Linked DNA regions of Xenopus laevis: region 2 is linked to region 1. Evidence: chromatin contacts called from public Hi-C data. All regions are on one chromosome and are shown on one strand. Each heading gives the region's core, a stretch centred on a gene start, on an enhancer-like site or on the middle of the called end of the contact. The rest is flanking DNA. Distances are from core to core; before and after follow the strand shown. Region 1 overlaps mreg.S (melanoregulin S homeolog). Region 2 overlaps atic.S (bifunctional purine biosynthesis protein ATIC).

Region 1 (6,890 bases), core at 2,767-5,266:
GATGTATGTTTGCTCTAATTTTCTCTCTAAAATATGACACATGACACTTCTAAAGGATTTACTGAAGATTAGCACATGCTGCTGTACAAGTCCGATGACCTGATTGTGTTCTGAGAAAACTCAAGTCACCTCCCCAAACTGGAGTGTTTAAATTGAACAGCTCTCATCTTAGAATGGAATGTCTAATCTGTGCCTTGAGCACACCAGGTCTGGGCTTTCCACTGTGTTTACTTGTCTTGAGTGGGAATTCTTGATTGCTGAGAGGTTAAGTTCTATGGGATATCTTAGTTGCAGTACAGATTTATTTTCTCTCCTACCAGAATCCATGTGTTTAAAGGACTGGTTATGTGCCTTCTGCTGCCTGAGGCTTGGATGCCTGGAATACCCCAAAAATGAAAAGCAGCCACTAGTCAGGTAAGTCACAAAACCTAAATCATCATTTGACCTGAAAGGTTGTTAGACTTTTTACTTTGCTTTACTGTAGAGTAAATAGATTTGTTTCTATGTTATTGTTATGGATACAATCCTTTGTTTCATCTGCCAGCTGGTAGAAGGGTGAACTCTAATACAATGAAAGTTGTTTAAAATTTTAGTATCTGGCAGGGCAACACTAAGTAAGCTCTGACTTGTACTTTACTGAGACACACTCAGGGTTAACTCTTTTATGTCACTTTGTGAGTTCAGTAGGTTAACTTTAGACAAAAATTAGAGCATGTTATTAATAATATATTATTATATAGAGTGTGACAATCAAAAATCTATCCTGTATCACTGTGCAGCTATTCAATGTAATAAAGACTCAGAACAGCTGACTGTGAGGTATCTTAAGTAATAGCATAGGTAAATATCATTGCAGTGATTAGAGCCTTGCTGTAGGATAGATAATGTGCAAGTTATTACACTGGGCACTATAATCTGTTTTTATAATCTGGCATGTCTTTGCTTGGTTATGACCTTTGTCTTGAAACTTTAAAAAAAGATATGAGAAATGCAGCAAATTTGCGTTTTTTTTTCAAAATGAGTTGGTTTTCTGTTTGTAGCAATGATCAGCACATACCAAGCGTTTGTTGTAATGCAGCTGTTATTCAAGTTCAAACTTTTATAGGATAGGAAAGTGCATGGAGACCCAAAAATAAATCTGAAAAATTAACTACACAATCCTAACATGTCTAAATAGGATTGTGATTTGTTAGATTTGAGGTGTTCTTCCCTCTTACGTCTCTTATTTTTTGTGTCAATCTGTTCTTCCTTTGAGTTTAGTCATAGCAAAATAATGCCAGTCTCTGTGCTGCTTATGAAGTCCAATAAACTGCAGCACACTCGATTGTTGATTTAAATCTGTGTCATTGTGATTTTATTTGGCTCACACCAAAGTTGATCAGTGAAGCAACGTTTCGGGCCACACAGGGCTCTTTATCAAGCTTCCTGCGTGGCCCGAAACGTTGCTTCACTGATTTAAATCAATTGAGTGTGCTGCAGTTTATTGGACTTCATGTATGATTTTGGACCTACGGCAGGTGGGTTAATATACTGTTCAGCGCCTGATCCAAGTAGATAAAGCACAGTGGTCGAGCACTCCATCATTGTGTGGATCTGTGCTGCTTATGGACCCTTTTCCAAAATGATGTATCTGGGTGTCAGTGTAAATATAAATAACAAAAGTACTCACAGGATTTGCGCTATAGGTATGAGATCCGTTATCTGGAAACCAGTTATCCAAAAAGTTCCGAATCACTAAAAGGCTGTCTCCCATAGACTCCACTATAATCAAATAATCCACATTTTTAAAAATGATTTCCTTTTTCTCTGTAATAATAAAACAGTACCTTGTACTTGATCCACACTAATATACAGTATAATGAATCCTTATTGGAAGCAAAACCAGTTTATTGGGTTTATTTAATGTTTACATGAGTTTCTAGTAGACTTAAGGTTTGAAGATCCAAATTCCGTTATCCGGAATATCCCAGGTCCCAAGCATTCTGGATAACAGGTCCTATACCTGTACAAAAAATAAAGAAATCGCTCAGGGACCAACAATGAAGAAGGTCAAATTTAAGGGGTTATTTGTCAAACTCCAAAATGTTCTCACTTTACTCTGAAAACTGCTCTGACCAAATCCGCATGAACTTTTCCCCCCTATTTAGAAATACATTTTCATAAATGTGCAGAGTCACGCTAAAGTCGTACAAAAAAAGAACTGCGATTTTTTCTTTCCAGGTTTTGCTTTGGAAACCTATGTTTTTTTTTTTTGCCAAAAGCTATAATTTTTATGGAAACCCAGCACAACTCCGAAAATCTTCCAGCTATCGATGGAACTGCTGCCTTTAACTTTTAACACCATCGGACTTAATAAATCATGAAAAATAATTTTTCCTCCCAGAAAATTGTATTTTCCCCTAGACTAGAAAAATTTGAAGATAATAAATAACCCCCTTAGTGATTACTTATGCATGCGGTTGTGTGCATGTGTGAATATTTGTGTGTGCATTTATGAAAAAACCTTACTTAAGTGCAAGTACATATATAAAATATAGCATTAAAGATTTTATTGAATAGATAAGGCAATTATAGAAAAGTGAATCATTATATTACATAAACATTATTATTCAGTTATGTTGCTAGATGTTACCTACCTAGGTCATCTTATATATTTTATATCCACCCCTTTCTATTAGTTCATTATTCCTGTTAGGTTAATGACTTTCATGATTATAATGATGATGCTCATTTATATAGCACAAACAATTTACGCTTTGTTACATACAAAAGGAGTGCATCCAAGATCATCAGCAACAGCAGTAGTTCGGTTCCTGCTGACATGCCACAGTATAGTCATTTGTAGAATTAACACAATATTACTAAAGGGGAATACTACTAATATATCAAGTGATAGCTGGCATTAGTTATGCCAGGGTAAAAGCTAATGTTAGCATTAATTTTGGCAGTTTGTGAGTTTGTTGGAGGTCATGTTAATAGTTTAATTGGTTGATGAGACAGGGTTAAAAAGAAGATTCTGAATTATTTTTTTTTATCTTATACAACTGAAGAACCAGCTAATGAAGGCTTCTTCTGAGTCTGCAATGTAATAATAATAATAATAATGACATTTTCTGCTTGATGATTTTCAATGACAACTAATTTGGTGCAACAGCTGTCCAGAGCCATTGCTGGGCCAAGCCATAGGCAACCCCGGGAAGTGTGCTGAATGGGTGGTGGATGAGTATCCAGACTAGGGTTAGGCAGATTGAAGAAGTATGTGCCCCAGACACACACACACACACCATTGTGCCCAAGGCACTTGACTCTTCTGCCTACCCCTAGTTTCAACCCTGCTCAGAAAACAGAGGAGGTGCAGTGTTACTGACACTCCTAACAAGATCCAAGATGGTGACCTCCTGTGACTTTGAGGGCCTTGAACATGCCTATTCTAGAGATGCCAAACCCTTAAGCCATTTGGCATCACTATAATTAAGTTGAAATTATATTGATGTAAGCGTAAGTTAACAAAGTTTTGCTAGGAAGAAAGTAACGCTAGAGAAAAACTTCTAATAAATATTCATGCTAATGAATCTTTGCTGACGAAAGTACTCCAGTGTTCTTTTGCAGAGACAAAATTACTTATTTTTATCAATATGTGTAGTCGTCCCAAAATAATGTCTGATATATTTGTGCAAAGTATTTAAATGTTTTCTGAAGCGAAAAATCGGACGTAAGTAAATCTGCCCTTGAGAGTCCCAGTTTTGCCTGTTTGCGCATTCTTTAAGTATAGAGATACCTATTGTCTAATTAAATGAGTGGTAGCATGAACATATTGTAACTCTTCTGGAGTCAAGCCTGCAAGTGCAAGCCTGTTTAAATATTAGATCAGTAACTCGGTTTTACTCTGTTTTATATGTTTCAGTGGTAACAATAATCAGTATAAAACCTACTCTGTAATTGATGATGATGAGAGAAACCTGTGGAGTTCTCCCCATGACTTGTCTCACACTGAGGCTGTGGATGATCGATTGCTGCACAGCTGGATCCAGACAAGGAATCAGCTGGAGAAGGATTCTGAGGTGAGAGCTTGGAGAACAGAAATTCCAAAATCATGAAAGACCATGTTAGTTAACGTAGTTGCCTGGTATTATCTTTGCATTTAAGATTGCTGCTATAATTAGTACTTAACAATGACTAAAGATTATAATCGAGTAAAGTCCACATTACATAACCACAGGCAGGTTTTGTTTGTTGTACATTGGTGATTCTGAGAGACCAGGTTAATGATAAAGAGTGCCATGCACGAAATATTTCACTACACCGAATGACATTTGCAAAACCACAACAGAATGTTTGCAATATATAACATTTCTCAATATAATATACATGAGACTACATTTTCTACATATTATATGGAGATCTATTTACTCCCTAATGTTTATTGTAAGCCACAAAGTCTCAGGATCCGTTTAATAACGTTTATGGTTCAGTACTTGTGGGTGATCAGGTCCCTGATTATAAATACAAGCCAGAGCTGTCTGCATAGTCTAATTTAGGCTGAGCCAGGATTAGCCAAAGTTTTTTGAATTCATTAGATACTGTACCAAATGCTGGATTGAGGCAGAAGAAGAAAAAGTCGCACTACTCTGAAATGGGACAGACCTCTTTTCTGTGTTAATCTCATTGGCTTATTAGCTCAACAAAATTATAGTGATTGTATCTGTAACAGTCTGGTATATGAACAGTAAGAGACTTTCAGATCCTGCTTACTTGAGTACTTTGTTCCTTTCTGTGCGAAAAAGGTGCAAATGGACTAGTAATTAATTACAAAAAGATAATTCTGAGGAATTGGCACAGAGCCCACATGAAAGGGGCATAATTGCACAAAATATATTTCTTATATGTTTGGGTGTGTAGATAGATATTCTTCCTTGCCTTCAGATTTTCTATCCATCCCATTATGTTCTATAACAACTTACAATGTGATGTTGACAGCCACCTATTAGTTCTAGTGTCCCCAGCAACAATGCCCCATCCCTGGTAGCCTGCCCAAATCTGAGAAGAGGTTGCATGAGACAGTAGAGGCAACCTGAAATGGATTAAGCAGCAAGGGCAGCTTGAGATAGATTGAGAGAGCAGATACAGCCTAATAGGGACTGTAGAACAAGGGTAGTGAGAGGGAACTGGGGGCAATATGAGAAGTAGAGAAAGCAGTGTGAATGCAAACGTAAGGTGCTAGTGTAAGTATGCAAAGTTAAGGTGACAGGCAAAGGGCAGCGTCAGGATCTCTGGAAGGCAGAGTCCAATAGGAGCATATCAGTTTACCACTGCATTTTGATGTTGGTCAGTCTTAGACAGCCATAAAGATAGAATTTATAGACCATTGTAAAATGACCATTCTGTAGGTTATGGTTGGTTATTTGATCTTTCTTTTTCTTTAAACAAGTTTCCTTACCATGCAGGAATGGCAAAAACTCAACTACGAGATTTACACACTAAGACAAGCAAGGCGTGAGGTGAGAGCACGATGGAGGCGAATTCTGGAAGATTTGGGTAAGCTATTTTCCCAGCTAACTTTCCATTATTAATGGAAATCACCTGCATGAGAAGAAGCTGCATATATAGTCCACCAGCTGCCTACCCACACACCGCTACCCAATACAACCAGCAGGGCTACCATTAATCCAACCAAACTGGAAGTGACATTGCTGTGAACCAGAAGTGCCCTCACTAATATATATGGATCAACCAGTTTTAGTCTTTTTGCTTGTCAGGGATGGAGGGGGCATGTTCCCTATATTAAAGCTACGATTTACCCAGGCACACAAATAAGGCACCTATGGACCACCCAGAGGTTCAGGCAAATGGGGCTTTTTCTCCTGAAACCCTGCTTTTCTGGTTTTGCGTGGTTACCAGATCCATTGCAGGACACGACCAGTCTAGAGAGCATAATCAGAGTGTGAGTATAGTCAGTGTAAGTATTGTGGTTCACTCAGCAACCTACCTGCACCCTGTTCTACAGAAGACTCTGAAATAGAGTACAGGAATGCCATTTCTCAAAGAGCCCTATCAATGCCTCTCCAGTTAACACATGGCAAAACATATATGAAAGTGCAACATGGGCACACACAATCTATACCACTGGCACATTGCCACTTTTATACTGGTCCAGGTCCAGTTTTTATATAAAGTGAAAGAGAGCTTCTAATAATATATGCATATACTGTATATATTGAAATCAATGCAATAAAAACAGCTTTGAAGCCAAAAGACTAATCCTAATTCAAAATCTAAATATAGAAGATCTGCCAGGTAACAAATACAAAATGCATGTACATAACTCACCCCCAGACAGCCACATATAAAATAGTATTTGTAACAAATCAGATCAAAATAGATTGTTCCCATTTGGGTGGCTGCCCAGGTAGCAATGTATGAATACTGGGAGCATAAGGCTGAGGGCATGCTGAGTTGACTCGGCTCCTCTCAGACTGTGTTTTTTTATTTTTTTTTGCAGGTTGAGAGAAGAGGATCCACTCCCTTATGCACTTTAGTAAAACTGTACTGACATGTACAGCTTCCACCTCCACTTGTAACTGAGAGTAACTGAGAGGGGATCAGCTTGAAAAAGTAAAAGCAGGCTTTTTTTTGGCCTATCCCATCTTGGCTCTGCTTTGTGTAGTGGTGGAGGCAGAAGATATGTTTGTCAGTACTGTTTTATCAAGGCACGTAAAGGAGCGGATCTGCTTTTTTTCTCAGCCTGCAAAAAAAAAAAATGCAGGCTGAGAATAGTAGAGTCAATGCTCCATGTGCCCTCAGCCTAATGGCTCATCTGCAAGTGAGTATTGGAAACAGACTGGTAAAACCTTGGAAAGTCTGGCATTAAAATGTATAGATTTAATGTAAAT
Region 2 (7,153 bases), core at 1,984-4,483, 150 kb after region 1:
TGCTATCTTGTTACCTTCCCATTGTTCTGTTGTTAGGCTGCTGAGGGGGAAAGGGAGGGGGTGATATCACTCCAACTTGCAGTAAAGAGTGATTGAAGTTTATCAGAGCACAAGTCACATGACCAGGGGCAGCTGGGAAATTGACAATATTTCTAGCCCCATGTGCTATTTCAAAATTGAGTATAACAAAATATGTTTGCTCTTTTGAGAAATGGATTTCAGTGCAGAATTCTGCTGAAGCAGCACTATTAACTGATGCATTTTGAAAAAAAAAAAAACATGTTTAACCATGACAGTTTCCCTTTAAGTTTCAGAATAATTTATATCAATGTAAAGCCAGTTCTGCTGACAAGTCAGGAGAAAGTTTCTAAAAAGTTAAAGAATAGGAACCCATTTAAACGGGCAAAACGGGAGCAGGTTTTTTTTTCCGGGCATCCTTAAAGGAACAGTTCAGTGTAAAAATAAAAACTGTATAAATAGGCTGTGCAAATAAAAAAAAAATGTTTCTAATATAGTTAGCCAAAAATGTAATGTATAAAGGCTGAAGTGACTGGATGTCTAATATAATAGCCAGAATCCAACTTCCTGCTTTTCAGCTCTATAACTCTGAGTTAGGGTAAGGCCAGACGAGGAGGCAACTTTGGGCGACTATTGAAAACGCATTGCCGCGTGTGCATTAGTGCAAGCGATTTTGCGCTGTAACCTATGGGGAAAAGACGCTGAGGCAGTTCGGGGAGATAGTCGCGCAAAAGACGTGGCGATAAGTCGCCAGGCGACAATCTCCCCGAATCTCCTCGTCTGGCCTTAACCCTTAGTCAGCGACTTGAAGGGGGGACATAACTGTCCAATGAGTTTGCAATTGATGCTCCGCATTTAACAGATTTAAAAGCAAGTGTTATGGCCCATGCCCCCCCTCAAGTCACTGATTGGTTACTGCTTGGTCACCAGGGTAACCAGTCGGTGGAAACCAAAGGAGCTGTTAGGTTAGACATCCAGTCACTCCAGCCTTCATAAATTAAATTTTTGGCTAACTAACTATTAAAACATTTTTAATTTTGCACAGTGTATCCATTTACCCATTTTTATACTGAACAATTCCTTTAAAAACTTGTAAGATAAAACTTTGATTTGAATTGTAGTAATTGAACCAACTTTATCAGATCTGTTAGTACGTGACACTTGGTATGCTCTAAATGAAGCTGAGGAGTCGAGGAAAATGTTTATTCTAGAAGCTGATGATCAAAGGCTGCTAAAGTCGGAAGCAGATTGTACTGGCTGAGCTGCTTTGTAATATTAATTACTAATTAGCCTTGTATGCTGAATTAATCATTTTATTTGTATATAGCGCCAACAATATACGCAGTGCTTTACCTTGGTTATAACAAACTTCAATAAACCTGGGAACACCCCACTTTTGAACCACAGGTATTGGTACCCATTTTCTTTTTCTGTATACTTGCAACTGGCTTGGGCGGAGGCCCGGAACCAATACTTTTATCCCCAATTGACCTATTTTTTGTACAGACTTTAACTCCAAGATGGGTGTCATCAGCATAAAGGTGATACTGAAGTCCAAACGACTGAATACGTTTTCCTAGCGAAGTAGTATAGAGCGAACAGCAGAGAGCCTAGAACAGAACTTTGAGGAACTCTGACAGATAGAGGGAATGTAGTAGAGTTAGAGAAGGCAACTTTAAAGGAACGGTCAGACAGATATGTAAACCATGAAAGATCAGTGTCACAAATGCCAGCTGAGGATAGAATGGGGGGGAGGGGGTCAACTGTGTCCAAAGCTGCAGAGAGATCTAGAAGGATTAGTATAGAATAGTGACCTTTAGTCTTTGCCAGTAGAAGATCATTGGTTACTTTGGTGAGTGCATTTTAAGTAGAGTTTGCTGGGTGGAAGCCAGATTGCAGTTGAGTGAGATGCTGGATCAGGCATTTGTAAACAAGTCTTTACAGTAATTTGGATACAAATGGAAGAAAGGAAACTAGGCGATAGCAGGTGAGCTGGGAAGTTTTTTTGAGGATAGGAGTGATTATTGCTTGTTTGTATAAAGATGGAAAAGTACCAGTAGAGAGTGAAAGATTAAATAGATGGGTAAGTGCAGGAGAGAGTGTATCAGAGATTGGATAGAGGAGGTATGGGGTCAAGGGAGCAGGTTGTGGGTTTTGAGCAGGCAAGAAGTTTGCTAAATTCATCTAGTGTTACAGGGGTGAAGGAGTGCAAAGTGGATGTGAGTGGACTGCATGAGCAAGATCTTGGGCAATTATATTAATGGGTGGAGGGGGGCATAAGTGTGTTAAATGTGGTAAATAGTTGCTGCGTTTTAGAGAACAGAGTGGAGATTAAATAAGAGAAGTACTGTTCTTAAGCTATTGATAGAGCTTGCTTGTAGCAGGAGAGCATGAATTTGGAGTGGATGAAATCAGGATCAGTTTGTGACTTTCTCCACAGTCGTTCAGCTGATCTACTACATCTTCTAAGGTACTGAGTTACACTAGTGTGCCAGGGTTGGGGTTTAGTTGGTCGGCTGTGATGGGTTGAAGAAGGAACAAGGGAGTCAAGAGCTGTTGAAAGAGCTTTGTTGTAGAGAGAAGCTGCCCTATTTGGAGAGGAAAGATTGTTAATATTAGAGATGGGTTGTGCTGATACTGTTAATAATTGTTGTGGATCAAATGCATTATGGTTTCTGTATGTGTGGGTGGAGAGAGAGATGGTTGTGATAGTGCGGGTTAAAGTGTTATCTGAAAGGAGAGTAGGTGATGGTCAGATGGGGGTAAGGATAGCAAGGTTGGATGGATGGCACGAGTGGCAGAATATAAGAACATGATCATCGATGTGGGTAGGTGAGTCGGTCCACAGAGAGACCAAATAAAGTTGTGAGAGAGGAGTTTAGAGGTGGCAGGAGAAGCAGAGTTGTCAATGGGAATGTTGAAGTCACCTAATATGAGGTGTCTGGTTGGAGAGAAAGTATGGAAGCCAAGCAGCACAGTGATCCAAGTAAGTAGTAAGGACCCAGGGAGCGATATGACAGTGGCACACAGTGAGATTGGAGAAAACAAATGTATGCTGTGGACTTCAAAAGAAGTTAAGGAGAGAGAAGTTGGTGTGGTTAGATTTTGAAACTTACATTTGGGGGAGAGAAGAAATCCAACCCCACCACCATGACGGCCATCCTGTCTAGGGGTGTGGCCAAGTCAGATAAGGTTTGCAGGATTAGAAGTGCGTAAAGTTTTAGAGACTGGCAAAGACATTGTTAAATGCCTGAGAGTGGGAATAGGTGAGGGTAGGAATTAGTGAGTGGGACCAGGGTTTGGGGAGATGTCCCAAGCTGCAAGTAACAGTAATAAGGAAAGTGAGACAAGGTGTGACCCAGATTTGACAGTGCGAGCATGTGTATTGTTTGATGGGTTGGAAGGGGATAAGAGATTTAACAATACTAGACAAGATTGAGAGAGGGTGATGGGAGCAGTGAAGAGGAGATTACAATTTCAGGATAGTTTGATGGATGTTGGAGTGCAGAGGATATGTGCAGAAGTATAGAGGAGAAAAAAAGAAGGAAATCAAATTACACATAGTTAAATGGTATAATCAGGCTTATCTTATAAAAAGTAATGACAGTGATGTCTTGATGAGATGTCCAATGTTTGCAGGAGCTTCCAATACAACTTATTTTCAACTGCTCTCCAACTGTATATGTTGTTCTTAAAATTTCGGTACTTTAAGTTATTAAATCTGCCATAGCTCTCCTGCCATACTTCCCTTAAAGTGAATGTCCTAATACACAGCAAGGGGGTCACATGGGTAAGGGCGGGCAGTTGATTAATGAAGACAAATTTAAAGACACAAGAATCTCCTAGTCTGGTTATCTAACAGAACATCAGTAATTAATTATTAGGACTGAGCCAGATGTGGCAATAACATGAACATACCAACCCTTCACTCAAGCATGTAGGAAAGTTTTTGAATTAAAAAAAAAAAGTACTTTGATCCTAATGAAGATATTATTAATCCTTATTAGAGGCAAAACAATCGTATTGTCCCAAGTGTTTTGGATAATAGATCCTATAACTGTGTGTGCATGTGTGTATATATAATATATCCTAAAATTTAAAGGAGAACTAACCCCCCTCCTGACAAAGGTCTCATCCACAGTCATCTAATGAGCCCCCTCTGTGCGACCTCCCTGCAGAGTCTATTTTAATGAACAGTGTCTCTCATAATAAAGCTGACCTATTTATGCAGAAATTTGCAGTGAGTCTTCATGTTCTTTTCCAATCAGTTCAGTGACACAGAGCTTGCAAACTATGTGAAAGGCACTGTTCACTGAAATAGACTCTGCAGGGAGGGAACAGAGAGGGGGCTCATTTGATGGCTGTGGATGGTATTCTTGTTCCGGGGGAGTTATTTCCCCTTTAAAGGTGAACTATGCCTTTCCTACTGACTTGCCATTTCTTGATGGTTACTGTTAAATTCATGTTCATGGCAAAGCAGTAATATTAAAAGTACTCAAATTTTCTTTAGGACTAATTGTGGGAGGAGAAGGCAGTTAACCAAAACAATCAGTTACACACCTTGTACAATGAACTCAGATGATCGATCCTCTTCCAGCATATTCTTTCTTCAAATTTCCCGGGGCAAACGCATTCGCAGTTGAACTAAATAGCCGACTTTTAAGTTAAAGTTCAGCTTTTCGTTCTACTGTGCGTCCGCGTGAAGGAAAGAGGGAGACGGAAGAGGATCGCTCTGTGGTGCTCACTGGTATAACCCCGGGCCAGTGCAGTTTTCTGCTGATAGGAGCACCAGCCCAGGGTTTCAGGTAAGTAAATACATTCACTTGGGGGTGCCAAATGTTACCTGAAACCCTTGTACTGTTTCCTTGCACTGGTAAAGCTGGTGTGTTTCTTTCAGAATCACCATTATATAGTTTATACTGTTTAAACAAGGTTCTGTGAAGCCACGGGGGCAGTCATTCAAGGCTCTGGTTACATAGCAGATAACAGATGCACTCTGCAGAATCCAATTGTATTCTAGTACAGAGCTTATCTGTTACCTGCAAAGTAATCTGTGTCTTTTCTATTTTTTCATCCTAAATGGCTGCCCCCATGGCAACACAGCACCTTGTTTGTATAAACTACAGTAGTCTTTCTAAAGCAAGCACGTTTACCAATACAGGGAAAGGTACATTATATTTTAATCATTTTAAAATGATTTTATTTTTACGTGTTGCTGTTCCTTTAAGGTTCAAGTACACTATATCATACTGCCACCATTTTATTGAGATTTTCTGTGCTTGCCTTTGCCAGCCTTCAGTAAACTAACTACTGCCGTTAAAACCCCATCATGCAAAAAAAAAAAAACCTGAATATCCTGTAAACAATATCCTTAAAACAGTGGTTAGTGAGGTCATCAGTTATAATTGGTGATGTAGTTTCTGTCCCATGACTTACTGAAACTTGTGTATTATAAAAATGAATGTTCCCCCTGTTGTATAATATGAGGATATTATAAGTCATAGAGGAATTCCATGGCCATATGGAAATCTGTACTCAGGTTATACAGGTAGAACTACTAGATGACTTATAATATTCTTATATTTTAGGACATAAATTATTCACTGTATAAACACATGTAAGTGATCAAGGCACCAGAGAGACATAGATGGGTGTGCAAGCGGTTTTAATAGGAGCCATACAAAGATTTACTACTGCATCAACACAAATGACACAAGGAATATCAGTGGTGGAAGAGGCGCAGGTTTGTGTGTGCTAACACAATACCCAGCTCATTACAGGCATCTATCACAACTTTATCTGCAGCAGAACCAGATGGAGCAGCAATGGATTGAACCCCACTCTGAGGAGAGAAAGAATTCCATTAACAATCGCAAATCTGTGCAGGTTTATTGCCTTCAAAATACATGATAAAAGTAGCATTTTTGGTTTGGTTTTTAAATAATACATATAGAAGACTGATGGCACATGTTTCTTTTTTGTTTTTTTTACAGATAGTCACAGAGTTATATGCCTTTAATATGCCTGCTTAATGATTAATGGTAACAATTGCGTCTACTGTGGCTAAAGGGCTCTAGTGATGTATTTCTTTGCACACCAAGCCAATTAAAGAGGGAGATCACCTAAAGAGTTTTGTTTTGTATGATATAAACACTGGCCTATAATTTGTAGGAAACTTTCATTTGCAGACAGTTGGAATTTAAGCTTCTGCCTGGCTGCAAGGGTCATTGACGCACGCAGTCAGCCACTGGTTCGATGTTTATTATGGTGTATGAATAGGAGACGGCATAAAGAGACAGCAGTCTCACTTTTGAATGCTTTTCTAAACAGAGACAAGACTAACAAATCATAAACCACAAAGATCAACATAATGTCAACTAATGTACTAAAGTTTATTCTCAGTTTTACATCCCCTTAAGCTGCCTACATACAGACCAAAGAGGTAGGAGATTTGGTGTGACCAGCTTTAGTGTATTCCCAAGCAACACAATGATACGAACAGACCAGTGCTCACAATACTGTAGATACTGAGAGCATATCTTTCTTTATGGCACATCTCTGATAGAAAATTTGGGGCAAGTAGTCCATTTTGAATACCCTCTAAGCTGTGCACACTTGGGCACACACACAAATTGAGGCCAGTGCACAAAACAAATTGTGGTGGGCATAAAGAAATTTGTGTGAAAACAAACACAGTTTTTAAAAATGTGCTTGCAAGTTTAAAATTTGTGCACAATAGAAATTTATTTTTTTTTTGCACACATAGCCCAGAAAGCATTAGAGGGAACATTGCCCATGAACAAGTAGGAACATGCTAATAATAGTGATGGACGAATTTATTCAGCAGGCGCGAATTTGCGGCGAATTTGTGCGATTCGCCGCCAGTGAATAAATTCGCGAAACGGCAACAAAAAATTGCCGGGACAGGAAATTGACAAATTTTTCGGCGAAGCGGCGCAAATTCGCCCATCAATAGTTAATAACTAACAGATTGGGAACCACTGTCCTTAAGGGTGTTAACTCCTTAGTTAGAATAAGTGCATTGGAACTCTATAACAAGTCCTATATGATCTTACATTGTGACCTTTACCGACTGCTATTGTACTGGATCTTCTATAACTGCTTCACATTCTTT

What was found. A called contact is a pair of places that touch in the nucleus more often than the background predicts.
Region 2: a Hi-C map of the XL177 cell line shows a contact between it and region 1, with 3 times the contacts expected there. The contact joins two enhancer-like sites. A contact is called at or near these places in 2 of 4 Hi-C or Micro-C datasets (the XL177 cell line and the XTC cell line).

The regions. Positions count from the first base shown.
Region 1 is chr9_10S:73,917,560-73,924,449 of Xenopus_laevis_v10.1, forward strand. It overlaps mreg.S (melanoregulin S homeolog), which reads left to right. Exons shown (of 5, transcript NM_001135063.1): 3 at 321-414; 4 at 3,905-4,061; 5 at 5,445-6,248. The coding sequence starts at 326. The coding sequence ends at 5,570. Among protein-coding and RNA genes, the nearest start is that of mreg.S, 9.1 kb to the left of the region's middle. Within about 2 kb of position 4,017, at least 1 of the 7 cell types and tissues checked has an H3K27ac peak or open chromatin away from gene starts, as enhancers often do.
Region 2 is chr9_10S:74,067,343-74,074,495 of Xenopus_laevis_v10.1, forward strand. atic.S (bifunctional purine biosynthesis protein ATIC) reads right to left here. Exons shown (of 16, transcript XM_018238947.2): 16 at 5,667-5,860. The coding sequence ends at 5,741. Among protein-coding and RNA genes, the nearest start is that of atic.S, 24 kb to the right of the region's middle. Within about 2 kb of position 3,234, at least 1 of the 7 cell types and tissues checked has an H3K27ac peak or open chromatin away from gene starts, as enhancers often do.